2 separate regions of the Muntiacus reevesi genome follow, and region 1 is linked to region 2. The links are chromatin contacts, called in public Hi-C maps. All regions are on one chromosome and are shown on one strand. Each heading gives the region's core, a stretch centred on a gene start, on an enhancer-like site or on the middle of the called end of the contact. The rest is flanking DNA. Distances are from core to core; before and after follow the strand shown. Region 1 holds the start of DNAJC24 (DnaJ heat shock protein family (Hsp40) member C24). Region 2 holds the start of IMMP1L (inner mitochondrial membrane peptidase subunit 1).

Region 1 (5,705 bases), core at 1,083-3,582, 140 kb after region 2:
GGCAAAATCTCACAGATCTATCTAATAAAATCTTGAGAAACAACTCATATTATAAAAGTAATGATCCTCTACTCTTTTCGTAAACTGAGTTAACCGGAGATTATTACAGTTACTGATTTCCTTAAGAAACCTCACAATATAAGGTGAAAAAATTAATATGGTAGTTTAGAAAGATACTATCTCTTTATAAATACCACAACCCATTTCACAAAGGAATGAAATCAGTGAAAAACAAGTCTTTAACTGGCCTAAACCAGTATTATTCAATAAAGATATAATATAAACTATAAATGCAAGTCATATACGCAATGTTTACAAAGCAGATTGATGAAGTCAATTTTGATAATACATTTAGGGTATATGCAACCCTATGAACTGTAGTCTGCCAGGCTCCTCTGTCCATGGAATTCTCCAGGCAAGAATACTGGAGTGGACTGCCATTCCCTTCTCCAGGGGATCTTCCCAACCCAGGGATCAAATCTAGGTCTCCTGCCTTGCGGGATGATTCTTTACCATCTGAGCCACCAGGGAAGCCTGGCAATTTTGATAGTATGTTTACTGCATATGTATAAAATATGTAAAACAGCTAATATATCCAAAACATTATCACTTCAATATTTAATAAACATAAAAATTTTAGATTATTTTATATTATTTTCCTGTACTAAGCCTCCAAAACCCAATGTCTGTTTTATTCTTATAGCACACCTCATTTTTGACTAGCCAAGTTTCAGGTGCATAATAGCCACAGGAAGCTAATGTTTACTGGATGCTAATGTTGCTTACTACATTACACACTTCAAGGAAATTCACACAGATTATTTCATTTAATACTCCCTGAGGTTGCTCAGTGGTAAAGAATCTGTCTGCCAATGCAGGAGATGCAGGCTTGATCCCTGGGTGGGGAAGATACCCTGGAGAAGGAAATGGCAACCAACTCCAGTATTTCTTGCCTGGAAAATTCCATGGATAGAGGAGCCTGGCAGGCTACAGTCCGTGCTCACAAAGAATGGAACATGACTTTAGCCAACACAAGGAAAATATAGGGGAAAATAACTTGCCCGAGTTCCCAAGATTAATTAGTGGTAGAATCAGGATTTTAAACCAATCAGCACGACTCAGATATGGTTCAAATCACTATGCAATTCCACTTCAAATCAACGCTTTTCTTTTACACTAATACTGAAACTTTCAATTAACCAAATTAATACTTTTGATTCCTGCTTTGATATCACATATTCATGGTACAGAAACCTGTATTTCTGGTCACATAAAAAACCCTATTTTCCCCCTGCAACACAGAATCGAAAACAAAAGACTTACCATTAAAATGAGTTTTTGATACTTTTGTTTTAGGTCTGACACACTTGCAGATGGGTCTGCTCCCAGAATGCTGTACCAATCCTTTTTTGGTATCTGCTCAAACGCCATCATCCCTTGAACAAAAAGTGGTCCTTTTCAGATCAGCGGAATAGAAATATTGACAATTCATTACAGTTTGTGTATATCTGGGAAATAACTAGGTACAGCTTCCCTAAGTTCTGTAACATTAAGTCATGATAATGATGCAAGCCTGAAAAAGCAAATATTTTCATTTGAAACGCCCCAAGAATTTCACGTTTAAGTATACAGAAAAATGTGGAAAAGTCTGTTAGATGGTTCATGATATACGCTTATATCTTAAATGAACGAATATACAATAGCGTAAGAAAAAAAAAAATTTCGATAATGAACCCGAGCGGTGGATGACCTTTTAAGAAAGGTGTTTCTGCTAGTCTCTTGGTAAAAGCGACACACAGTAGGTATTCAACTAAACATACTAGAGTTTAATAAGTGTTTATAAAATGAATATTCTTAAAAAGCAAAACGAGGAATTAATATCAATTTGGGAGCATTTCCTCTTAATATCTCCAGTTCACTTCTTGTCTTTCAGGTTATCTTCAAAGAATAACATGCCAAAAGCCAGGCAGCACTGGCAGGTGGAGAGCAACAACCCCTCAATTATTGGACAGGCACTCAGACCTCGCAAAGAGCTCCTGAAACCGTTCAGGGGCAGACGTGACAGCCCTCCCGAACCGAAGAGAACCCGCCAGGAGCCCCAGAACCAGGCAACTTCTTCCCACAGCCGCAAACTCAACGAGACATCCGGGGCTTCCTCAAAACTGGGACTCGGAAATCCACTGCACTCATAGTGCGCTGTGTCGCCCAGCCACAGACTCGTACCCTCTCCTGGATCCACTCGATCGCAAACTTACCAACACTAGAGCCACTAGAGCCCACTCCGCGCCTGCATTTTGCCAAACCTCGGAACCAGCTTCTGCTTCCGCCGGAAGTCACTGCTCTAACGCCGGCAAGTTTCCAGCCGAGCCGCAATGGCGAGGGCACCGATCGGAAGCGCCGCTCCGCCCTCTGGACGCGGTCGCTATGGTAACCCATTCGCCTCTACCTCAGGAGTTTACCAACAGTAAGTGCGGGCGCGGTGGGAAAAGGCTTCCTTCGCCTAGTTCTAGCTCGCTGTCGTCCTGGCTCTCAGACTGTCGTTTCTCTCCTCTTTCTCAGCGAGTACCCCCAGCACCCCCCTCCAAGCTTCCTCCGCCTTCCCCAAAACTCCCCCCACATTACCTACCCACTGCAGCCCCCTGCCCTTTCCCGGTTGACGACTGCAGTACCATGACGGGGGATGATTGGGATTAGAGCGGGTGGAGGTCGATGAGAAGGGTGACAAGAACTGATTCCTCCCTTCTCCTTAGACTACTCTGGCATGTTCTCATTCCAAAGCTAAGAGAACTAAAACCTATGCTGAGTACAAAGTTTTTGTTTGTAAAATATAAATTAAAAAATATATTTATATTTTTATATAAATATAAATATTTTTTTTTTCCGAAAGAGATGTTCAACTTAATTGTTTCTTTTAGATTTTACTTTAGTGGGTTGCCATGTCCTTTTCAAGGGGATCTTCCCAACCGAGGGATTGAACCCAGGTCTCCCGTTCTGCAGGTGAATTCTTTACCATCTGAGACATCAAGGTAGCCCAAGAATATTTTAGTAGGTAGCCTAGTCTTTCTCCAGGGGATCTTCCCAACCCTGGAATCAAACTGGTTTCTCCTACTTTGCTGGCAGATTCCTTACCGGCGAGCTACCAGGGAAGCCCAAAGTTTTTCAGTTTTAATACTGTTTTTTTGGAAGAGATGTTCAACTTATTTCTTTTAGATTTTAGAAACCGACGTGAAAAATGAAAACTTTTCAAAGTCCTTTCACACTCTTAGCAAGTCTTCCTATTCGCAGGGCAGCAATGACATCGTTCAAACTCACAGAAAAAGCAAAATAAAACGCTCACTTTGAGGTAGTTATTGGGTACTCCAAATGGGCACTTTCCTCTCCCTGTCGTTCGTCCTGTTGTTCCCTTTTACTGTCAAATCTCTGTGCTGCTTACCTTAGATTTGTTGCAGAGAAGCCAATTCTGATTCCGTGTTCATACTGTTTCTTTGACTTGATTTCACTTCTGTTATAATCGTACAGAATGATGGCCAGCCTTAAAGAATCCTGCCCCTCTGCCTGACCGTTAAACTAGAGTGCCTTTGTTCAGAACCCTGTCCACCTGTAGGGGGCAGGAAGGAAGAAATTAACAAAACCTCTGCCTGAGGTTTGCCATTCTGGGAGATGTTTGCAATATTAATGGCTTTTTTAACTTTGCCTCCTCACCTTCCCCCATGTCTGATCTATAAAAGAACCTGGCATCCAGGCCCTGTAAGATGGTTATTTTGAGGTGCTAGCCTGCCATCTTCTCCATCAGCTGGCTCCCCAATTATAGTCTCTTCCTTGCCTCAACCTCTCATCTCTTGGATTGGTGCCTGTTTGTGGCAAGCAGAGTGAGCTTGGACTCGATAACATATTGACTATTCTTTCTTGCATTTTACCTGGAGGTCAAAACTGTGTCTTTTTTCTCCACAGCATGATATAAATTTCACTTGGAAATGTTAAGGTAGTTTTGTTGATGTTACTCCTTAGATTTATTTTCCTTTTTTTTTTTTTTTTTTTAATCTTCTACCAAATATCCATTTGAGAAGCAGTCGAGACAAACTCTAAGCACATTGAAAAAGATATTTTGATATGGTCAGTTATTTATTGATGGTTTCCGGGTAGCTCAGCTAGTAAAGAATGGATCTGCAATACAGGAGACCAGGGTTTGATCCCTGGGTGAGGACGATCCCCTGGGGAAGGAAATGGCTACCCACTCCATGTTCTTGCCTGGAGAATTCCATTGACAGAGGAGACTGGCAGGCTACAGTCCATGGGGCCACAAAGAGTTTCACACAATTGAGCGACTTTCACCAAACTATAACTGAATAACTGAATGATACAGAAAAGTTTAAAAATCTAAAAGGAAAAGTATAGTTTAGGTTCCTCATAGGATTTTGTCATGTGTAAAGGCAGACACAGCCACCTTTATATCAATACTAAGTAAGAAGATCTGATTTTCATGCTTGGTTCCAACATTCTGTGTGGCCCTAAGTATACCTAAAATGACAGAACTGTGTTATTCTGAAGACCTTCTTATACAGTACTATCAGAATGTCACCACTTTAAATTTCTCTGGCCCTCAAACTTCCTTTTACCACCGCATAGACGATCTTTGTATAGATAATTATACTCAAACCCTTCAGTTTTTTTTATAGAAAGAGCACTTTATTTTGATTTATGATTGCATTAATGTATTGTGTTATCTCTCTTATCGCTTTTTTGAACAAAATTCTAATCATAGTATCTCAACTTTCGTGTATTTATTTTTTAATATAGAAAGAGGTACACTTTTTTTGTCCCCACCAAATCCCATGTGTTCTGTCATTTCATAATAACATATTTTAGTTTACATCTGTAAAGCATACTTTCGTTTGCAACTTTTTATCTCATCTCCATTAAGTCATTAGTCCTCCAAAATTACCAGTAATTAATTGATATTATCCAAATCTAGTGCTTGTTTACATTTCCCTAATTGTCTCAGAATTGTTTTTTTATGGTTGGTTTGCTTGAGTCAGAAACCAGAATCTACACACTGCATTTGGTTATTCTCTCTTAAATATCTTTTAAGCTATAGCAGTCCCAATACTTAACTACTACCTTCTTTTCTCCCTTTTTCTTGCTATTAGTTTATTGAAAAAACAGATCAGTTGTCTTAAAATCTGAACTTATCTGTTTTTTTATACCAGAATCCACTTTTATTTTTATTTTTTTTTATTAGTTGAAAGCTAATTACTTTACAATATTGTAGTGGTTTTTGCCATACATTGACATGAATCAACCATGTATTAACATGTGTTTCCCATCCCAATCCCCCCTCCCGCCTCCCTCCCCATCCCATCCCTCTGGGTCTTCCCAGTGCACCAGCCCTGAGCACTTGTCTCATGCATCCAACCTGAGCTGGCGATCTGTTTCACCCTTGATAGTATACTTGTTTCAATGCTATTCTCTCAGAACATCCCACCCTCACCTTCTCCCACAGAGTCCTAAAGTTTATTCTGTACATCTGTGTCTCTTTTTCTGTTTTGCATATAGGGTTATCATTACCATCTTTTTAAATTCCATATATGTGCGTTAGTATATTGTATTGGTCTTTATCTTTCTGGCTTACTTCACTCTGTATAATGGGCTCGAATTTCATCCATCTCATTAGAACTGATTCAAATGAATTCTTTTTAATGGCTGAG
Region 2 (5,352 bases), core at 603-3,102:
TACTGTGCTAGTTACATTTTGTTATTCTAATGAGGAACTGAAGATGTAATGTGAGAAACGTGACCTTTTTGTTTGGAGAGTTTCAGGATCAGTGAATGAAGTTACATATCTCCACTGAGTTACCAAAAAAAAAAAAAAGAAAACAAAATTAAGGACTAGGAACAGCCTCCAAGTTTTACATATAGATACAGGATGACCCCAAGTTAAACTCATAAGGGAAAAAAAGTGAGATAAATATTTGCTAACTAGATATTTTGAATCATTTCTGTTTATAGTACCATGCAATTTAGGAAGGCAACAGAGTTGAAACAATTAAGGGAAAACATTCAAATTTATTATTTAAATTTACGTAGAAATAACCAGGATCCAGTTATGGTCATAAAGTAACAGAGGTAAGAAGCCATACTCTTTCTCATTGGCCTTTCTATTGCTAAACCTATCTCAAAAGTCTACCTGTGGGGAAAAAAATTACAGAGTGAAAATGACAAGGGAAGTACAAGAACAATCTCATTTGTAATATTTTATGAAAGTGTACAAGGCTTAACTGACACATCTCACCCTATAATAATAAAATTATGAAATACAAACATGGACCAATTTTAGTAAAATAGCATTCTGATAGGAATCAACTACTTTACAAGCTTTATTAACACAGCAGCTTTGCCCTACCTATCTAATCTGTTCAGTCTTTTCAACATAATGGTTATTAATCAAGCATATTCTTTAGCAGCCTTCTCAAGAAAAATTCCAGAGATTTTGGAAAGCCTAAAATCTGGACTTCTTTTTCTCGTTAAAATGTAAAATGATTTTAAACATCGTTTGAGATGTAACTCTGGGAAGCAAAATATAGAGAAAAAATAACAAAGACAAATATACATATATTTAACGCAGATACTGGGTACCTCTCTTAAGGTCAAAGACAAGCTTTCATTACTTGGATGCACCTAAGCTTTTAACATACATTCTTTTAAAGTCAATATGATTAGTTTAAAGATTCAGCAACAGGAGATAAGCAGTCAGGCGGCGAAAGAGGGGACGTTACTTTTTTCAGCATTTTCTATTGATTCCCATCTGTCTCAAGTGATACAAACTTCTGTAGGTTAGCCCAAACCATGGGTTATCTGGGATTCACATAAGGGTGCATTCAAAGACCGGGACGGGATCCTAGATGAACGCCAAATCGTCTCCAATCATCAGTGATTGCCCTTGACTAGGAATGCACGTGAGGGTAAAAAGCATGTAGGTTTCCTGTCGTAATGGAGAAAAAGGCTGGTGGGCACCAAAGTAGAAAGTGGGAGCACAAAACCAGATCTGATTAACAGCATTTAAAGTCTCCATGCAACCCTTCCTCCTCCCATCAGACTGAATCATCCTCTCCAAGTCCGAATGCTGAGAGGTGAGAAAGAGATGGGGGGTCAGGGTGTCTACCCCGGCAAAGTCCCCTCCCTCTTTTCCCTCTGCTGAGCCCAGATCTCCGTTCTGAACCGACCTAGGAGCTGGTCCAGGGCAGGCAGCCCGGTTGATACCAGCAGCTGTCCATTCCGCACCGACGGCCGTGTCCCCGCGATGGACACCAGTCGAGAGGAGCCGCTGTCGGCACCGCTGGCTCTGGGACCCCTACGCTGGAAGCTGGTGACGTTGTTCGTGCTGGCCGCCGCCACTATAGACCCAGTACTCCGGGTGCCGGTGCCGCAGGTCCCTGCTGCCGCCATCTTGGGGCTTCCCGCGTTGACCCAATGAGAACTCTGGGAGCTTAAGCCGCGGGCCTGTCACAGTCAGCTCCAAACTCCCGCCTCCTCGGCTCTTGAGGCCAATAGGACTGAGGCCTCCCTCCCGAGTCAACCAATCGGAAGGCGCATTGCTGAAAAGTGCGTTTACGTCAGGACGGCCGACTTCTGCAAGGCCCAGGTGAGAAAGAGCCACCTGAGTCCTGGATGAGAGTCTTCCTGGGTTCTTTGGGGCTAGAGGTGGGTAATATCATTAGTGTTCTTCTCGTTTTGAATGTCTTCATTCACGTTGAGTTAAAAAAAAAAAAAAAGAAGGCGGCTGGTGGTGGGGTATATCAAGCAACTTTCAGTAGGACCCTGCACTTTCCTCCTCTCTGTAGTAAACAGGATACCGCCCCCACCCCAGGCCTTTTCTGATTTCTGAAAGAAAATTCCCTCCGGCATCCTCTTCAGGTCTTTTTCTAAGCAGTTGGGTAACATGGAAGGGATTGAAACTCTTACCTTAGTGAGTAGCTTGTTGAGCCCGGCCTCGGTTCCTCAGTGCCGGTGGCAGCTGGGGTGGATTTACACATTAGAGTAAAAACTATGGAGCTTTGAGGCGATTTGGTTTTCCTCTGTTTCAAACAGCAGATGACAAACTGTACCTCTCGTGACACGTCCCCGTAAGTTGCTTTCGTTAATTTTAATTAGTGCTTCTGGAAGTCTTAGAGCGCCTTTCCATAAGTGGTGTGAATGATAAGTGTTATTCTGACAACCTTGTTCACACATTTAATTGTCGTTTGCTGTTAAGGCAGCTGCAAATAACACAATACTTTTTTTTTTTTTTTTTACCCGAAAAACTGGTAAGAATTAGATGTGTATGTGCTTTCTTTTTCAAGTGATCTGTGAACTCTGAATCCAGAGTTTATTAGAATAGGAATTTTACATGATGAAAAAAGCCATGTAACCTAGATTTTCAAAAAAAGCCACGAATCCTTGGATTTAAATTTTGTTTTCAAAATTTTGAGCTGGGCATGGGCTAGGGGATTGGAGTAAGTAATCTTTGAAGGCATTCATGATTGACAAATGTGTAAACTAAAAGAGTCCCAAATTATGCTTGCACTAATAATTATTGTTGGTTTTGACATTTTTCTATGATACTTCTGAAACACATCAAAACTTCATGGAAACTCTTGCCATTGAATTGTTTTAAATCTCAGTGACTTGTAAAAACTTTTTGGCTGATTCTCTTTGAGATTATATTGCTACATAGTGACCCCAGTTTTTCATTTTGGTAGGTTTTTGTTTTTAAAGAAAAGTGTACAGAAAAAAAAAAGTGTTGCAGTTTAACAGTATATCAACTGGAAAGCTTGATCATGGTTTAGGTGCTTTCATTTGGAGTCTTACCAGTATAATTCTGTGATGTCAGTCATTCAGTAAGTAACTGTTGAGGGTTTACTGTCTGCTTGGACCTAAACTTGTCATTTTAAGGCAAAGTTAAAAAAAAACAGTTCTCATTTGGAGGAGATAAGATTAACACATAGATAACAACATACCCGTTAAAATGATCACAGTGAACAATATACATTAATATTGCTCTGTAGTAAGTAAGTAGCACTCAAGAAGACCAAAACAGAAGGTGACAAAGCACTCCAGTAACAAATAGGAACTTCTTAGACAGCTTTGCTGCTCTGAAAACTTTGAAGTACACAAATATTGAATTTCTATGGATTTCTTTACTACATATTCGCTTGTTTTCTGCTCTGTTTACTTCAGCCTTTAGTTTTCTAAAGTGAAAAATTGTTTTTCAACTTTAACTACAATCCAGGAAGATGTGCACCCATGCATTCCTGAAGTTAGCATATAATCTTTGGTACAACATTATCTTCAGTTCAGTTCAGTTGCTTAGTCATGTCCAACTCTTTGCGACTCAATGGACTGCAGCACCCCAGGCCTCCCTGTCCATCACCAACTCCCAGAGTTTACACACACTCACGTCCATTGAGTCAGTGATACCATCCAACCATTTCATCCTGTGTCTTCCCCTTCTCCTCTCGCGTTCAGTCTTTCCCAGCATCAGGGTCTTTTCTAATGAGTCAGTTCCTTGTATCAGATGGCCAAAGTATTGGAGTTTCAGCTTCAGCATCAGTCCTTCCAATAAATGTTCAGGACTGATTTCCTTTAGGATGAACTGGCTGGATCTCCTTGCTGTCCAAGGGACTCCCAAGAGCCTACTCCAACACCACAGTTCAAATGCATCAATTCTTAGGCGCTCAGTTTTTTTTATAGTCCAACTCTCACATCCATACATGACTACTGGAAAAAACCATAGCTTTGACTAGACAGACCTTTGTTGGCAAAGTAATGTCTCTGCTTTTTAATATGCTGTCTAGGTTGTCATAGCTTTTCCCTAAGGAGCAAGGGTCTTTTAGTTTCATGGCTGCAGTCACCATCTGTGGTGATTTTGGAGCCCAAGAAAATAAAGTCTGTCACTGTTTCCATGTTTTCCCATGTATTTGCCATGAAGTGATGGGACCTGATGCCATGATTTTAGTTTTCTGAATGTTGAGCTTTAAGCCAACTTTTTCACTCTCCTCTTTCACTTTAGTTCCTCTTCACTTTCTGCCATAAGGGTGTTGTCATCTGCATACCTGAGGTTATTGATATTTCTCCCAGCAATCTTGATTCCAGCTTGTGCTTCATCCAGTCCAGCATTTCTCATGATATGCATATAAGTTAAATAAGCAGGGTGACAATATACAGCCTTGACAGACTCCTTTCCCGATTTGGAACCAGTCTGCTCTTTCCTGTTCGGTTCTAACTGTTGCTTCTTGACCTGAATACAGATTTCTCAGGAGGCAGGTCAGGTGGTCTGGTATTCCCATCTCTTTAACAATTTTCTACAGGTGATCCACACAGTCGAAACCTTTGGCATAGTCAATAAAGCAAAAGTAGATGTTTCTCTGGAGCTCGCTTGCATTTTTGATGATCCAGCGGTTGTTGACAATTTGATCTCTGGTTCCTCTGCCTGTTCTAAATTCAGCTTGAACATCTGGAAGTTCTCTGATCACATACTGTTGAAGCTTGACTTGGAGAATTTTGAGCATTACTTTGCTAGTGTGTGAGATGAGTGCAATTATGCGGTAGTTTCAGCATTCTTTGGCATTGCCTTTCTTTGGGATTGGAATGAAGACTGACCTTTTCCAGTCCTGTGGCCACTGCTGAGTTTTCCAGATTTACTGGCATATTGAGTGCAGCACTTTCACAGCATCATCTTCCACTATTTGAAATAGCTCAACTGGAATTCCATCACCTCCACTAGCTTTGTTCCTAGTGATGCTTCCAAAGGCCCACTTGACTTCACATTCCAGGATGTCTGGCTCTAGGTGAGTGATCACACCATCATGGTAATCTGGGTCATGGCGATCTTTTTTGTGTAGTTCTTTTGTTTGTCTTGCCACCTCTTCTTCATATCTTCTGCTTCTGTTAGGTCCATACCATTTCTGACCTTTATTGTGCCCATCTTTGCATGAAATGTTCACTTGGTATCTCTTAATTTTCTTCAAGAAATCTCTAGTCTTTCACATTCTGTTGTTATCCTCTTTTCTTTGCTTTAATCACCGAGGAAGGCTTACTTACCTCTCCT

What was found. Hi-C and Micro-C count contacts between places; a contact is called where the count stands out from the background.
Region 1: a Hi-C map of muscle shows a contact between it and region 2, with 3 times the contacts expected there. The contact joins the promoter of DNAJC24 here to the promoter of IMMP1L in region 2. A contact is called at or near these places in 2 of 3 Hi-C or Micro-C datasets (blood and muscle).

The regions. Positions count from the first base shown.
Region 1 is chr9:29,422,227-29,427,931 of mMunRee1.1, forward strand. It overlaps DNAJC24 (DnaJ heat shock protein family (Hsp40) member C24), which reads right to left and starts at 2,333. Exons shown (of 5, transcript XM_065943916.1): 1 at 2,256-2,333; 2 at 1,324-1,436. The coding sequence starts at 1,434.
Region 2 is chr9:29,279,597-29,284,948 of mMunRee1.1, forward strand. It overlaps IMMP1L (inner mitochondrial membrane peptidase subunit 1), which reads left to right and starts at 1,853. Exons shown (of 7, transcript XM_065943917.1): 1 at 1,853-1,967. It overlaps ELP4 (elongator acetyltransferase complex subunit 4), which reads right to left and starts at 1,742. Exons shown (of 10, transcript XM_065943911.1): 1 at 1,490-1,742. The coding sequence starts at 1,712.